Linked DNA regions of Gossypium arboreum: regions 1 and 2 are each linked to region 3. The links are chromatin contacts, called in public Hi-C maps. All regions are on one chromosome and are shown on one strand. The core of a region is the stretch at or near the end of the contact, and the rest is flanking DNA. Distances in the headings are between cores, read along the strand shown. Region 1 holds the start of LOC108468169 (pentatricopeptide repeat-containing protein At5g66520-like). Region 2 has its middle 2.8 kb from the start of LOC128279464. Region 3 holds the start of LOC108453048 (nuclear pore complex protein NUP214).

The links. Hi-C and Micro-C count contacts between places; a contact is called where the count stands out from the background.
Region 1: a Hi-C map of leaf shows a contact between it and region 3, with 4 times the contacts expected there. The contact joins the promoter of LOC108468169 here to the promoter of LOC108453048 in region 3. A contact is called at or near these places in 2 of 5 Hi-C or Micro-C datasets (both in leaf).
Region 2: a contact with region 3 is called in a Hi-C map of leaf, with 2.1 times the contacts expected there. The contact joins the enhancer-like site here to the promoter of LOC108453048 in region 3. A contact is called at or near these places in 2 of 5 Hi-C or Micro-C datasets (both in leaf).

Annotation. Positions count from the first base shown.
Region 1 is chr8:115,669,225-115,673,961 of ASM2569848v2, reverse strand. It overlaps LOC108468169 (pentatricopeptide repeat-containing protein At5g66520-like), which reads right to left and starts at 1,268. Exons shown (of 1, transcript XM_017769044.2): 1 at 1-1,268. The coding sequence starts at 898.
Region 2 is chr8:116,476,287-116,480,617 of ASM2569848v2, reverse strand. No RefSeq gene overlaps it. Among protein-coding and RNA genes, the nearest start is that of LOC128279464, 2.8 kb to the right of the region's middle. Within about 2 kb of position 1,612, at least 2 of the 2 cell types and tissues checked have an H3K27ac peak or open chromatin away from gene starts, as enhancers often do. A contact at or near this core is called in leaf, where this site is marked.
Region 3 is chr8:116,107,583-116,111,984 of ASM2569848v2, reverse strand. It overlaps LOC108453048 (nuclear pore complex protein NUP214), which reads right to left and starts at 1,375. Exons shown (of 18, transcript XM_053031656.1): 1 at 1,259-1,375; 2 at 867-1,091; 3 at 565-776; 4 at 269-437. The coding sequence starts at 1,065.

The DNA of each region.
Region 1 (4,737 bases), core at 19-2,518, 440 kb after region 3:
TTTCAAATACCGAACATGCTATCTCGATGCAGCCGCACTTGGCATACATGTCAACAAGGGCAGTGCCTAAAACCCTATCTAACTCCATTCCATTTCTATCCACATATGCATGGATCCACCTTCCATGATCCAAAGATCCAAGATATGAACAAGCAGTGAGGGCTCCTACGATCCCGGCATGATTTGGACGAAGACCAGTAAGCTGCATATCATTAAAGAGTTCCAAAGCCTCTCTAAACATCCCTATATGCACATACCCAGTAATCATTGCACTCCATGAAACTTCATTTCTTTCGGGCATTTGATCAAACAGTTCCCTTGCAAACTCAACTTGGCCAGATTTTACATACCCATTAATCAAAGCGGTCCACGTAATGACATCTCTGCAAGTACTTACATCAAACAGTTTACGAGCTGCTTCCATTGAGCTCCAATTGGCGTACAAATGGATCAACCCGTTTAGCACAAAATCATAAGATTCCCAACCCAACTTAATCACTTGAGCATGAGAAGCTAAGCCCACAGGAGACTTGTCAGTGCAGGCTCGAAGAACGAAAGAGAAGGTGTAGTTGTTGGGCAAGAAGCCAGTTTGAAGCATGTTTTTGTATAAAGAAAGGGCGGTGGCATTTTCGTTTTTCTCCACAAAAATTCTGATGATGGCGTTCCAAATAAAGGTGGTGCGGTGTTGAAGAGAAAGAAAGAGTTTGTAAGCATGAGAGATATCAGCGTTGGAAGAGACAGCGAAGAAGGAAATGATTTTACCGGCCGCAAAAGGGTCCAAATGACTGGCTGAAACGATGAGATGAGAGTGCATCTGCTTGATTTGAGACATTGTCCGACATTGCTCCAGCAAAGAAAGGCACCTTTGGCTAGCCTTCACGTATTTGGAGACTGACATTGTCAATTTAAACCTTCTTACTTGTTTATTTTCTGGTTCTAAGCAAATGTCCGTGCACTAGCATTGGCAAGTGAAAGAAAGGGAAGTGGCTGATGAATTGAATTTGAGAGAAAATGATCTACTTTATTTTCTCCAATGGACACCAGCTAACCTATACAAATTCCAACAGTTTTACAACCATATCGTATCAGAATAAGATGAGTTTGGTGTAAGTGTTAAGTCCCGCAATGAGAGCAACTTTTGTGTTTAGTTAACGTTAAAGTCATCGTGCTACAATGGACGGGACAAAGGGTGGGCTAACTTCAAAACCCCTCCCCCGTTGTGCATCAAGGCGGAATCGCCCAATTCTTTCAAATTACCTTTTAAACCTAACCTCAAAAGTTTTTGGCTTTTTAATGTAAATTTACTAAAATATCCTCATTTATTTCGTCCTAACCAATTAAATTTTTCTTTTATTTAAAGTTTTCACTTGACATTTAGCAATGAGCATGTAAAGTTAATAAAAAAATCTTACGATTTATATTAATTTCTTAAAAAGTATTTACATTTTATATTTATATTAAATTATTTAAATTACTATTTAACTTATTTTTAATTCCCAATATTATGTAAGTGAAAATTTTAACTTCTCACAACACTTTTGGCATTAATAAAAACACTTTAAATTAATAAATTATACATTTTCAAAAGTACTTTTCAAACGCTACATAATTGGAGAACTAGCCATAACAAGACTTAACAAACTCTTTTTTTTTATATATATATTTTACATATTACAATGGGAAATTATGACTAAATTATCAAATAAAGCCCTTTTAATAAAATTACAAAAATAGATTGATTTTTTAAAATTACAAAAATATGCAATTTTTGATAAAAACACTTCTCGTTGTTGTCGTTTTCAAGGAAAACTTAGTAAAATGATTCCAGCTAGAAGCGCTTTTCCCCTCTGACCAATAAAACGCTTCCAACTTTCTAAGTTTTCCTTAGAAAACGCTTCTAGTCGAATGCGTTTTACTTGTCAGAAGGGAAAAACGCTTCCAGCTGGAAATGTTTTCCCCATGTTTTTATTAGGGTTTTCTATAAAATTTAGGGTTTTTAGGTTTTTTAGGATTAGGGTTTATAATTTTAAATTAATTAAAATTTTAACCTAATAACTGTAATAATTGAATTTGATATTTAAAATATTCGTATTTACACCAATCTTATAGTATTTTTTTATTAAAAATCGAAACTCAAAGAATTGAAAAAATAATTTTGACGATATGGGTTCTGAAAAGATATCCCGGAAATCCCGAGATATCTGAAACGCTTCTCTGATACAACATTTGTGAAAAAAATGTCCACATTGAAAGGACTATTCTGTGAAATAATAACAAATATTAGAATTTCATGTTGTGAAATTATAAAAAAATTTCAACGTTAATTTTGTAAAATGATAATAAAAATCATCGATACAATATAAAATTAATCAGTGCATATGCCGGACAGAATCGATGCAACATTGGGGTTGTCGAAGCTTACGTGCTGGATTCCTTCTTGGTTCAGCTTCTGGGCGAAGTTGTGGTCTCGATTGCTCCTCTTCTTCGCCTTTGGTCGATTACAATCCTTGCATTCTCGGTTGCCATCGTGCATCCTCCAGTTTATAAATAGGTTGTTGGGAAGATGGCTCACCTTGGTAGAATAAAGATCCTAGAGGTATTTGCATCACAAATGGCAAATGAGCATAACTATGTTGAGTTCCATACACTGATGGGATAACGAGTGGACTCTCCATTAGTGCCTGATACATAAATGGCCTATACATCATTGTCAGCATCAACGTCATCGGGGAATGAGATGGCTCGGACATGTAAAACATCTGGGATGGATGACCAACAGTCCAACCTGACATAAGACTAGAAGCAGAAAAATGTGGTGCAACATATAGTGCTTGTGTAAAGATGATAGGGTTAGACTACGCACTAGAATAAGACGGTAAATACTGAATGGGGGTGGTGTGGCCACCAGTGCTGAGGTCTTCAGTGCCGGTTCTTATGTTGACTATGATGATGGACCCGCCTCGCTAGCCCTTGTATTTAACAAGGGTAGTCGTGGCCTACTCATATAGGGATGCTGACGCCTCTCCTTTTCCCCGTACAAAATATGGCTTGCCCTGGATCATAAACCAGGCATGTACTTCGGATCGCATGCTAACTCCAGAACAATAATAGGTTTGCGAGTAGGTAAAAAATCATACCGATTATTCCACATGTTGATATGTTGGGAGTGGAATACCAAACAATTCTCATCCGGCCCCTGCAAATCGATAGGATACAGATCATCAAGGTCTTGAGGTGCCACAAGAATTGACTGTTGGAATCCCAATTGCCGCAACACTCTATCGATTTCGTGCATTTTGACGGTAGCGTACACTACCAATGGGAACTTAACGTGCTAGGCATTGGGATTCATAAAGAATTCATCCGGGATTACTTCTCGAATTGTTGGATCCTCGTATGATGTCCATTCAAACTATATTAACATCATAAAAACATTAGTTATATATATACTGCTAAACACGAAATTGACTATGTAATTTTTATATAGTTTAAAATTAAATAAATACGTACCTCAACTTTCGATCGTTGGTCTAATAGAAGTTGTATATCTTAAAGCTCGGTAGGTAATTCCACGTGACTCGGTGCATAGTTCCACTTATTTAAATAACTACTTAGGATAATAATTTTAATTTAAATTAATTTAATCATAGTAATATCTACTGGATTTTACCTTGTTACAAGTGAGAATATATATAGGTAGTTCACCCGAGGACGTAAAAAAGGAAACCAGAACCGAGCTCACGATTTTAGTAGTAAAAGGTAACCACCAATTTTGATTTTTCCTGGTTGCATCACTCAACACGTCTCTTGGTACAATGTCGCCAACACAATGGACCCCCAACTGAGTTCGTCTGCTACTCTAAAATCGATGAGTTTTAGCGACCACCTTAGATGGACAAGATTTCGTGACTTATCTGGCATTAGGATATCCCCGATGATCTAAAGGATGTACACCCGAGCATATTGTTCTATTTGGACTTCAGTTAAATCCTCAACTAGCTCCACGAAATTTTTTTGTATCTAAGCCATTTCGATACGACCTCCGTAAATCGTCTTCGGAGTTGCACCCAAAAGATCACCACATATGACTCCCCAATCAACAGACTAAACAAACCAAGTAACTGCCGACCCGTCCACGAGTAACCCCAACTGTAACACCCCCATGCTCGAAACAGTCACGGGAGTCAAGCTTGAGGTGCTACTAAACTTATCTTACCTTTTAAACAACTCTAAACCACTTATTTTAATTTTCGGAATAAACTATTTTTTTGCATCATGGTTGCTTAAAAATTCATTTCTCGAGTTTCAAAACTCGAAATTAAGATCCGTAAATTTTTCATGAAACTAGACTCATATATATATCTACTAATTTTTTTCTAGAATTTTTTACTCATCCAATTAGTACAGTCTATTAGTTAAAGTTACCCCTATTTCAGAATTTGACTGCACTGACCTATACTTACTACGAACCACTTTTATCCCTGTAAAAAATTTATATGACTATACCGTTTGTTCCTATTAAAACTAGATTTAATAAGGATTCTAACCATATAAAGTACACCACCTAATTATTTTTTAAAATTTATGGCGAATTTTCAAAGTTGGAATAGGGGATCCAGAATTCGCTCTGGCCCTATTTCACTAAAACTCAGATATCTTATAAAATACAAAACCTTTACCTATTTTGCTTATTCCATATGAAAATAGACACAATTAGCTTTAATTTCATATATTATT
Region 2 (4,331 bases), core at 363-2,862, 370 kb before region 3:
TTCACATGACAATTAATGTGTATATCATGTTAATAAATCAGTTTTAGATAATTTAATAAAAAATATAAATTTAAAAACTAAAAGGATAAATATTTATAAAATTGGAGATTATGTTTTCTTTTTCTTTTATCTAATCTCATAGATGAATACAGTCCATAAGAGGAGGCAGGTACAACTATTTATCTGAAGAATTACAAAAGGGTGTTATCAACTGTACATATAAAAATCATTACCATAAACAATTATAAATTAAAAATTTAAAATGTAAATTTAGGGTTACTTAAATATTGGGGAACCATTGGAAAATACGGTCTAAAGAAGTCATTTGACTCCTCTAAGGATATAACTTATAAGCTTTAAACTCCTATATTTTAAGTTTTAGCTTAGATGTAAACATTTGACTTGTTATCATTGAATTTTCTTTCCAATACATCGCGCTCTTTCTTCCTATCATATCCTATATATATATATATATATATATAATAAGCACCGTGGACCCCAATTTGCATTATTTATTGTTGGAGTGATTTACTTAAATATCATCTCCAGTCTAAATATAATTAATTTTAGACTATAAAATGGATTAAGATACCAATAATTATATAAAAAAATTCAACAATTTAAGTTCTTAATAAAGAATTTATTATTAATAAATGAAATGAAATATATTGGAATCATCTTCAAAATAACACCATTTTAACCTACATATGGGAAATAATTTGAAATTAATAAATGTAATGAAATAAATTACACAATTTTACAAGAATTGACCATACTACAAATAAATAAAGTATAAATGTTAAAATATGATTTAAGTTTTTTGTAAATTTAGAATTTAGTTTTTTTTACTTTAGTCTTTTTATTTTCATTTTTCAAAATTTGGTCTAATTGTTAATATTATTAAAATTCTTTTGTTAAATTTATTGGTATGTCATTTTAAAATTTTTTCTTAAAAAGCACTCACTTAATAGTCATGTAATAATAAAATTAACATTATAATGAATCTAAATTTAACACTTGGTTTGCTTTTTTAAATAAAAAAGTATCCAAAGAAACTGGACATATTTTAACCAAAGGAAATATGAATTAAATGCATTGTAATGAATTCATGAGTTTTACTCTATAAATTAATAAAATTTGCATTAAGATTTTCAAACAATTAGGAGATTAAGCTATAAATTAGGAATCAATATAAATATTAAAGTTACTTTTAGAATCAATTTTAAATGGAAACTAACTTTATTATAATTGGTTATTAAACTTTAAAATAATATAATAATATTTTAAAAGTGTTAATATTTTATATATTTTTAAATTAATATACTCTTCCAAAGTTCAAAATTTTTACAAAACTTTAAAAAATTTATTTAATAAGATATATGTAATAAATCTATACTGTTCAAAATCTTTTTATAATATGTTACAATTTCTTGTTGGAGATTGATTTGGGGAAGCCATGATCGATCTTTTCTGCCAATATCTCTTTTGGTCCGCAAGTCCAATCTTTAAACACTTGGAGAGACTGGCTTAATGAGGGAATCTGTGAGTTGATTGCTTGAAACTGATCCAAGTTGGAGTATGGTTGGGTGGAGGAATGCGCAACTGTGCATTGCTTCTTACAGCTCCAAGTAACAGGAGCTTTGCGGAGATAAATGATATTGGATGTTGAATCCTCTTTGTTTGAAGATTTTGCAATGAAAACCCCTTTTTTTGAGCATGCCTGTGATGCATGGTGACCTCACTTGCAAACTGCGATAACTTGGTGGTGGTGGTAAAGGCATTATGTGGGCCAAGTATGAGACAAGTGTTGCAGGTTACCCACAACTTGTTGGTAGAACTTAATCCTCGATGAAGGGATGCTCTGGCAGCTATTGGCGCTGTTGTAACCCTATTTTGTTCTAGTCATGTTGGAATCAAGCTCGAATTATATTTAGACTTTATAAAGTATTATTATTATTAAAATTATTATTTTATTATTTTATTAATATTTATTAAAAAAGAGAATAATGAAAACTGTGATGAAAAAAAAAAAGAAAAAAAATTGGTGATGGCATAGGCCCACCATGTGCGATTTGCCGCACAAAAGCCAAAATTGGTTTAGAGGGCTATACGAAAGAAAAAAGAAAATTGATGTGGGGATGGTTTTTCATTTTTGAGAGTTGAGAAACTCATGATGGGACGAACGGTAATAAATATTGGCTTGAGCAGCCATTACGGGGGACGGTGGTAAAACAGGAGAGTAGTGAAAGCCATAGAAAATCTAGAGGAGAATTACACAAAAAGCAAAAGGCATAGGCACAATCATGGAATAGAAACGGGGAGACTTGAGGAATCGATGCACGGTTAGAGAAGTAAAGAAGCAAAAAAGGAAGAAGGATAGATTAAAAGCATTTGACTAGTATTTATATTTTTAGGGTTGCCATTTATTTCGTGTACTCATTTTGCCTACATGGTCATGAGCATTTAGAGGTGCTAAGTCTTGTATTCCTTCACATTAACATTCATGGTTTATTGTACTTATTGAAATATGTCATTTATCTTGAGGAGGGTGTTTCTTTGAGAGAAATTTCCGAAGTGTCGTCTATTAGATAGTTGACCTGATCCCCCAACAACTAAATGTATTGTCTTCGTATTGGGTTTTATCTCTAGCTTCCACGAAAAGCAGTGTACAATTCACGAAAGGGATGCCTTGATTGGTGAAGATAAGTACTTGCAATACTAGAGAAATGTATAGTATAGGGTGCATGAATAATAATGGAAGTACTTAAGTGTAAGGCGACTCGAACCACCAATCAAAGCTTAAAGGCAACATGTTTGCAAATATGGTACCACTTGAACCAAAGTGGTACATTGGTTACAAGTAAGGGCCCTATAAGCCTCAAATTGGTGGTTCGAATCGTCTCGTGCTTAGGTACTTTTATTATTATTCACACATCCCATATTGACACATTCCCTGAGCCTTACAGGTACCACCAATTGAGGTATGCCCCTTCGTGAAATTTACACGAAGAGAGAGATATAATAAGATACTCAATAATTATTCATCATTAAAGAATATTATTTTAAGAATAAAATAATTACATGTGAATTTTAATGGGTGTTGCAAGGAATTTTTAGTTTAAAATAAATAAATTTTATTTATAACAAAATTGATTTTATAATTTCTTTTAAATATCAAATTTAAAGTCATTATTTTGAAATAGAATATAATACTTGAATAAATGGTACCGTTTTTGTTAACAGGCATCGTGAAGATTAGTTCAACTCCAAAATTTAAATTTTGTTTCGCAAATCAAAAATGATTTTTAACAAATATTAAATTGATTTTAAAATTTTACTAAAAGATTACATTTAAAACAAAAAAAAATGGTGACAAGTTTATATTTATTAAAATCCGTGAAATCGTGATGACAAGTGTTGTGATGGGATGACCATCACTCATCTCAACGTGATCATGTAAATAAAAAACACATGCTGATTTCAGGACAGAAGTATATCGGTAGACATGCAAATCATTTCAAGCCCACATTAGCAAGGCTTTTAATAGAAAAATGGGTACCAATTTGATGAACCATATGCTCCGAATGTTTGATGTAAGAGTAAGATCATCTATGTAGACGATAATGTGATAAATGATACCGTCTGGAGTTGTTTGAGATTGTAGAGGGCACAAAGCCAACCAGGAGGTTGCTCAATGAAACCTGGGAAGGCATTTAATCATTCAGTTCGAGTTGGCAAAGAGTAAGAAAGAGACAGGCAAGTCATTATGTGCAGAGAATGTATCAAGGTCATTGATGTTGGAGTGCTGCTCATAGCCCTCCACATGTCTTGTCGGACATTATGTTTGGAGATCAAGTCATGCTTTGCTACGTCTCTTGAGTTGGGCCGTCAAGTGGTGTTCTGCTATTGGCTGCTAGTTTCATCAAAATTTTGACCAACTTAATCACGTCCTCATTCATAATTTTTTAGTCAATTTTTTTTATAGTTGTCTAGATGTAAATGTATTTGGAGACCATATTGTCCAAGTCCATTCTTGATGTGAAATTAATAGTAGTTGTCTAAGTCCATTTTAATGTGAAATTTATACTTTTATTAGTAATTTATATTAGTAGGGTTTCCCCAGTGATATTATTTTGGCTAAATTATAAAGTAAAAACTTAAAGATTATATAATATGCTCTAAATTTTGGTACTTTTCAGATATTTGGAATTTAATTTTTATATTTTTATTTTCAAGAATTTAATTTTTTACTTTTTAAATTTAATAATTCAAGTCTAGTTGTTACTATTAAAATTCTTTTGTCAAATTCATTGGTTTGATATTTTAAAATT
Region 3 (4,402 bases), core at 126-2,625:
AGGGAGGGATGAAAGAGGAAGCAAGATGGTTAGTTGATGAAATAGCAATCTTTCATAAGATACTATTCAAACAATGTTAATACACAACAAGCCAGGTGCAACTACCACAAAACATAGAAAGGTCAAGAAAAGGAAGGGCAAACGTAAACAAATTAGAGAAGCATACAAGGACCTCTGTATTTTACTAGAAAATAAGGAAAAAAAAAAAGCCAATCACTGTGATGTTTTAGTGACTATTTATAATTGAAAGATAGATGTTCTGAGATACCAGCATCAACATTATCCATCACATGCTTAAGAGGATGTGCAAGAGTTCCATGATATAGCTTTCTATCATCTGAAAGAACTAGGAAAGAGTTATCCTTCTTCTTTCTCCAACGAATATCCTTGACAAAGCTTGACTGAGGGAGCGAAGTGGAGAAACATGGCTTTATGTCCTACATACAGGCAGAGTCATGCATGAACAAGATGTCATATTAGAAACAGCCTCTTAATGAAAGAGTAACTTATTAAGAAGGGAGCTGACACAGAAGAAATGAATATCAGGTGCTACAGTAAGAGTACCTTATTAAGAAGGGAGCTGACACTGAAGAAATGAATATCAGCTGCCACAGAAACTGCAAGTATGGTGTCGTCGATGGTGGAAAGAGCAAGAATGTGAACCTTGCCAATGGGAACTTCCACCAAACTCAGATCTTCAATACTTGAAGAGGAGGCTTTTTCCCTAATGTCCTTGGCTAAATCAATCACATCCTTGGTCCTCGCCACCAAGAACCCTAAAACATTCGGTTTAGTTTATATTACCAGCTTAAAAGAGCAGAAAAACAAAGAAAGATGTTAAAAAGCAAAAAGGCCAGAAAGAGAACCCCCAGAAGAATGAGCTAGAAACAGGAGTTGGAAACGTTGGGAGAGGACAAGGGGCTGAGAAGGAGGACTTCGGAGATCGAACTGGGAATCCGGTTGAGATTTGACAGGAACGGGTTCGCCGATTTTCTCGAAGAAGAAATCCTGGGTTTCGACATGCTCCCCTTCATTCTCTTCACAAATTTCAAGCCGGCTGCTCATGTCCAGTATTCAATTGTTCAACTTCTCTGACATTAATCAATCTATCCGATCAGTTCAACAAAACCCTAACGCTAGTAAGACACCCTCGGCGGCAAAACTTCCCCGTCTAATAGTAATATGAGAAAGAGGATACTGTAAATGGGCTTTCCGACTGGTATTTTTTCTCCAGCCGGAGATTATTTGATGGGCTTACCTTTTTTCACTAAACTGAAGACAGTGGCAGGCTTCATTGCCTTTTCTTTGTGTTCAATAGTGACAGTTTGCATTAGGTTTAGAGATTTAATTTAATAATATAAATAATCCAAAATGTGAAATTTAATTTAATAATATAAATAGTATATATATAAAATTATTACTATTTAGGTTTAGAGTTTTTTTTGGATGGTTTTAATTTTTAATTTGGAGGTAGAAGGTGAGAAATAAAAATTTAGTAGGAAAATAAAAAGTTTTGAGGGATAAAAGGGTAAAATTTTTGGGAAATGTAAATGGGGAGAGTAAAATTTTAGAGGGAAAATATTTAAAAAATTTGGAGGGAAATGAGTTTGAGGTAGAAGGGATGTGGGATAGGAGAGAGTAAAAGTTTTAGAGAAGAAGTTTGGTAATTTGAGGTAAAAATGTAAAATATTAAAGTTCAATATTTAGTTTATTCAAATTATTCGAATTCGAAAATTAAACTCGATTCAAAAGAAATTCGAGTTGACTAAAATTATTTGATAAATTCGAATAACTCGATTCGTTTAATTCTAAATTTAAAGTTTTTTTTTTTAGTTTTTCGAGTTGAATTAAGTTTTGCTCACTCTACCCTAAGCTTTGTCCAAAAGTACATAGTTGATATTTGAACTTGTCCAAAAAACACCTAGTTGTACCTAAACTTGTCCAAAAATTATACTTTTTAAAATTAGTTTATATCTTTTAAAAGATTTTTTTATTGTTTTAATTTATATCCACCATATATCATTATAGGATTGGTCATTAATTCCTCATCCACAAATTAGCGGTATTAATTTAAAGGTACCAATATGGGTGACAAAATACAAGTTCATATATCAACTAGAACAAAAAAAGGTTCAAGTAATAATCAAATACTTTTTGATAAGTTTAAAGGCAAATTACATATTAACCTTTTGTCTTTAAAGTAATTTTTTATTGAGACAATTTTTTATTGGGACAAGTGGGGTTGGGTTTACAACTAAAATATGCTTTCAACTTTTTTAGGATTATTTAAATTCATTATGGTTTAAAATATAATTTAAATATTTTAGATTGATTAATATCGACATTATTGTTAATGTGAGAGTACGTGTATTCGAGCTTGTTGAAGTGCATTTATCCTTCTAATTAAGGGTTGGAAAGGTATTATGATAATTTTAGACATTATATCAAAAATATATATTAATTTTTTAGTAAATTATAAAAATAGCCAATCAACTATTAATGTGTTTCTATTTTGGTTAATAAAGTTTAAAATTTTATAGTTTGGTCACTCATCTATTAAATAACTAACAAAAGCTTTTTTATTGGCATAATAACAATATTAGCCCTCCAATGTTTACTGATTCTACTAATTTTATCCAATTTCTAAAAATTTAACAAATTTAACAATCAACTTTACAAATTCGGCAATTTAATTTTGATTCTTAAAATTTTAAAATTTTAAAAATAAAATATATATTTAAAAGTTCATTTTTCTATAAAATATATAGATGTTTTAAAAAAATACATACACAATTATAAATAAATTAATATCTATTTTTCTAGTCCTCACCAAAATTTCCAAGCATTGGGTATAGTCTTCGCCAACAACCTCTAGCACTAATGACCCTTATTGCAAATTCCTCTATTTTCACATCCTCCGCCGTTGCACCATCCAACTAAAAATAAATTGTAGAGCCTTCCATCTAATAAGTCTCTAAGACTTTATCTTCACATGTATAGCCCCAATTGTACCCACCACTAGGCTGTAGTTTTTGACCCAACTTGAACATAATAGTCGTTAATATTAAAAAAAGGGAAAAGCTGAATATGCTTAAGTCTTCTTCATGATTTTTCCTTAAATTAATTTATTTATAAGATTATTATTTTATTTAGAAAATTATTATTTTAATAAATAAATTTCATGTTAGAAAAAGAAATTTGGTTATTCATTTGTTTTAAATATTTTTATAATTTTGAATATACTTTTATCGAAAAATAATTTTTAAAATTTTTAAATTTTTAAAATTTTAAATTTAAAATTTTGAATTCTTAACCATCAAAACTAAATTAACAAAACGAATAAAGATGAAGGCTAAATTTGTTGTTTTTTTTTAGAATTAGGATCAAATTAATAGAATCTGTAAATACTGGAGGACTAAATTTGTTATTATGCCATTAAAAAAAAGGTTTCCGTTAGTGATTTAACAGATGAGTGACTAAGATATTATATTTTGATAACGTTAGTGACTTAAATAGAAACTTTAAACTTGAGTGACCAAAACAGAAACATACTAATAATTTGGTGACTATTTTTATAGTTTACCCTTAATTTTTTAAGTTCGCCCATATTTTTTGACTTATTCCATAAATTGATACTTAAACTATATTTTTTTCCTAAGTTGGTACCTAAACTTTTTTATGTTAAAAGTGATACTTGATATGCTCCATTACTCAATCAAAGTTGTTAGCTCAAATAATCAAATTGAAATTGTCAAGAGTAGGGATGAATTGGCTTTTAAAAAAAATTGTGAAAGCTAGAGAGAAAATATAGAAAATTTTGACACAAGAATTTAGAATGGTTCAGCCCCAATTGTCCTCTTCACTACCTTAGCTTTTTACTACTAAGGATTTTTTCAAATTCACTAATTTGATAACCTTTGAAGACAATATCTAATCTTACAAACTCCCTTAAGGTTTCTACCTAAACCTTAAGATACAAACCCTTTCAAAGAGATACAAAGAAGCAAACAAATAGATAATCCTTACAAGATCTATGCGTTTGCAAATTAAGCTCAATTACAATGAAAAACACTTGAGCAAATAGAATGAAAATAAATCTCCCAAGTGTATGAAAGAAAAGTATGAAAATATTTGGCACAAAGGTTGTTTGATTAATTTTTTTTCTTTGCTTGAATATGTTTTCTTGTTGTTGTAGGACATTTAAAAGTTGGTGTTTATACCTCTTAATTGATTTTCAACCGTTGTGGTTATTGGAGATATGAATAGAGCCGCTGGGGATGTGAAAACTAGTACACTTAGTTCACTTACAACAGAGAGTATCAATACCAGATAAATTGGTATCAATAATTTTTGCATTAAATGCAAAATTCAGTGACTGTTGAAACTAAAATATCGATACCAG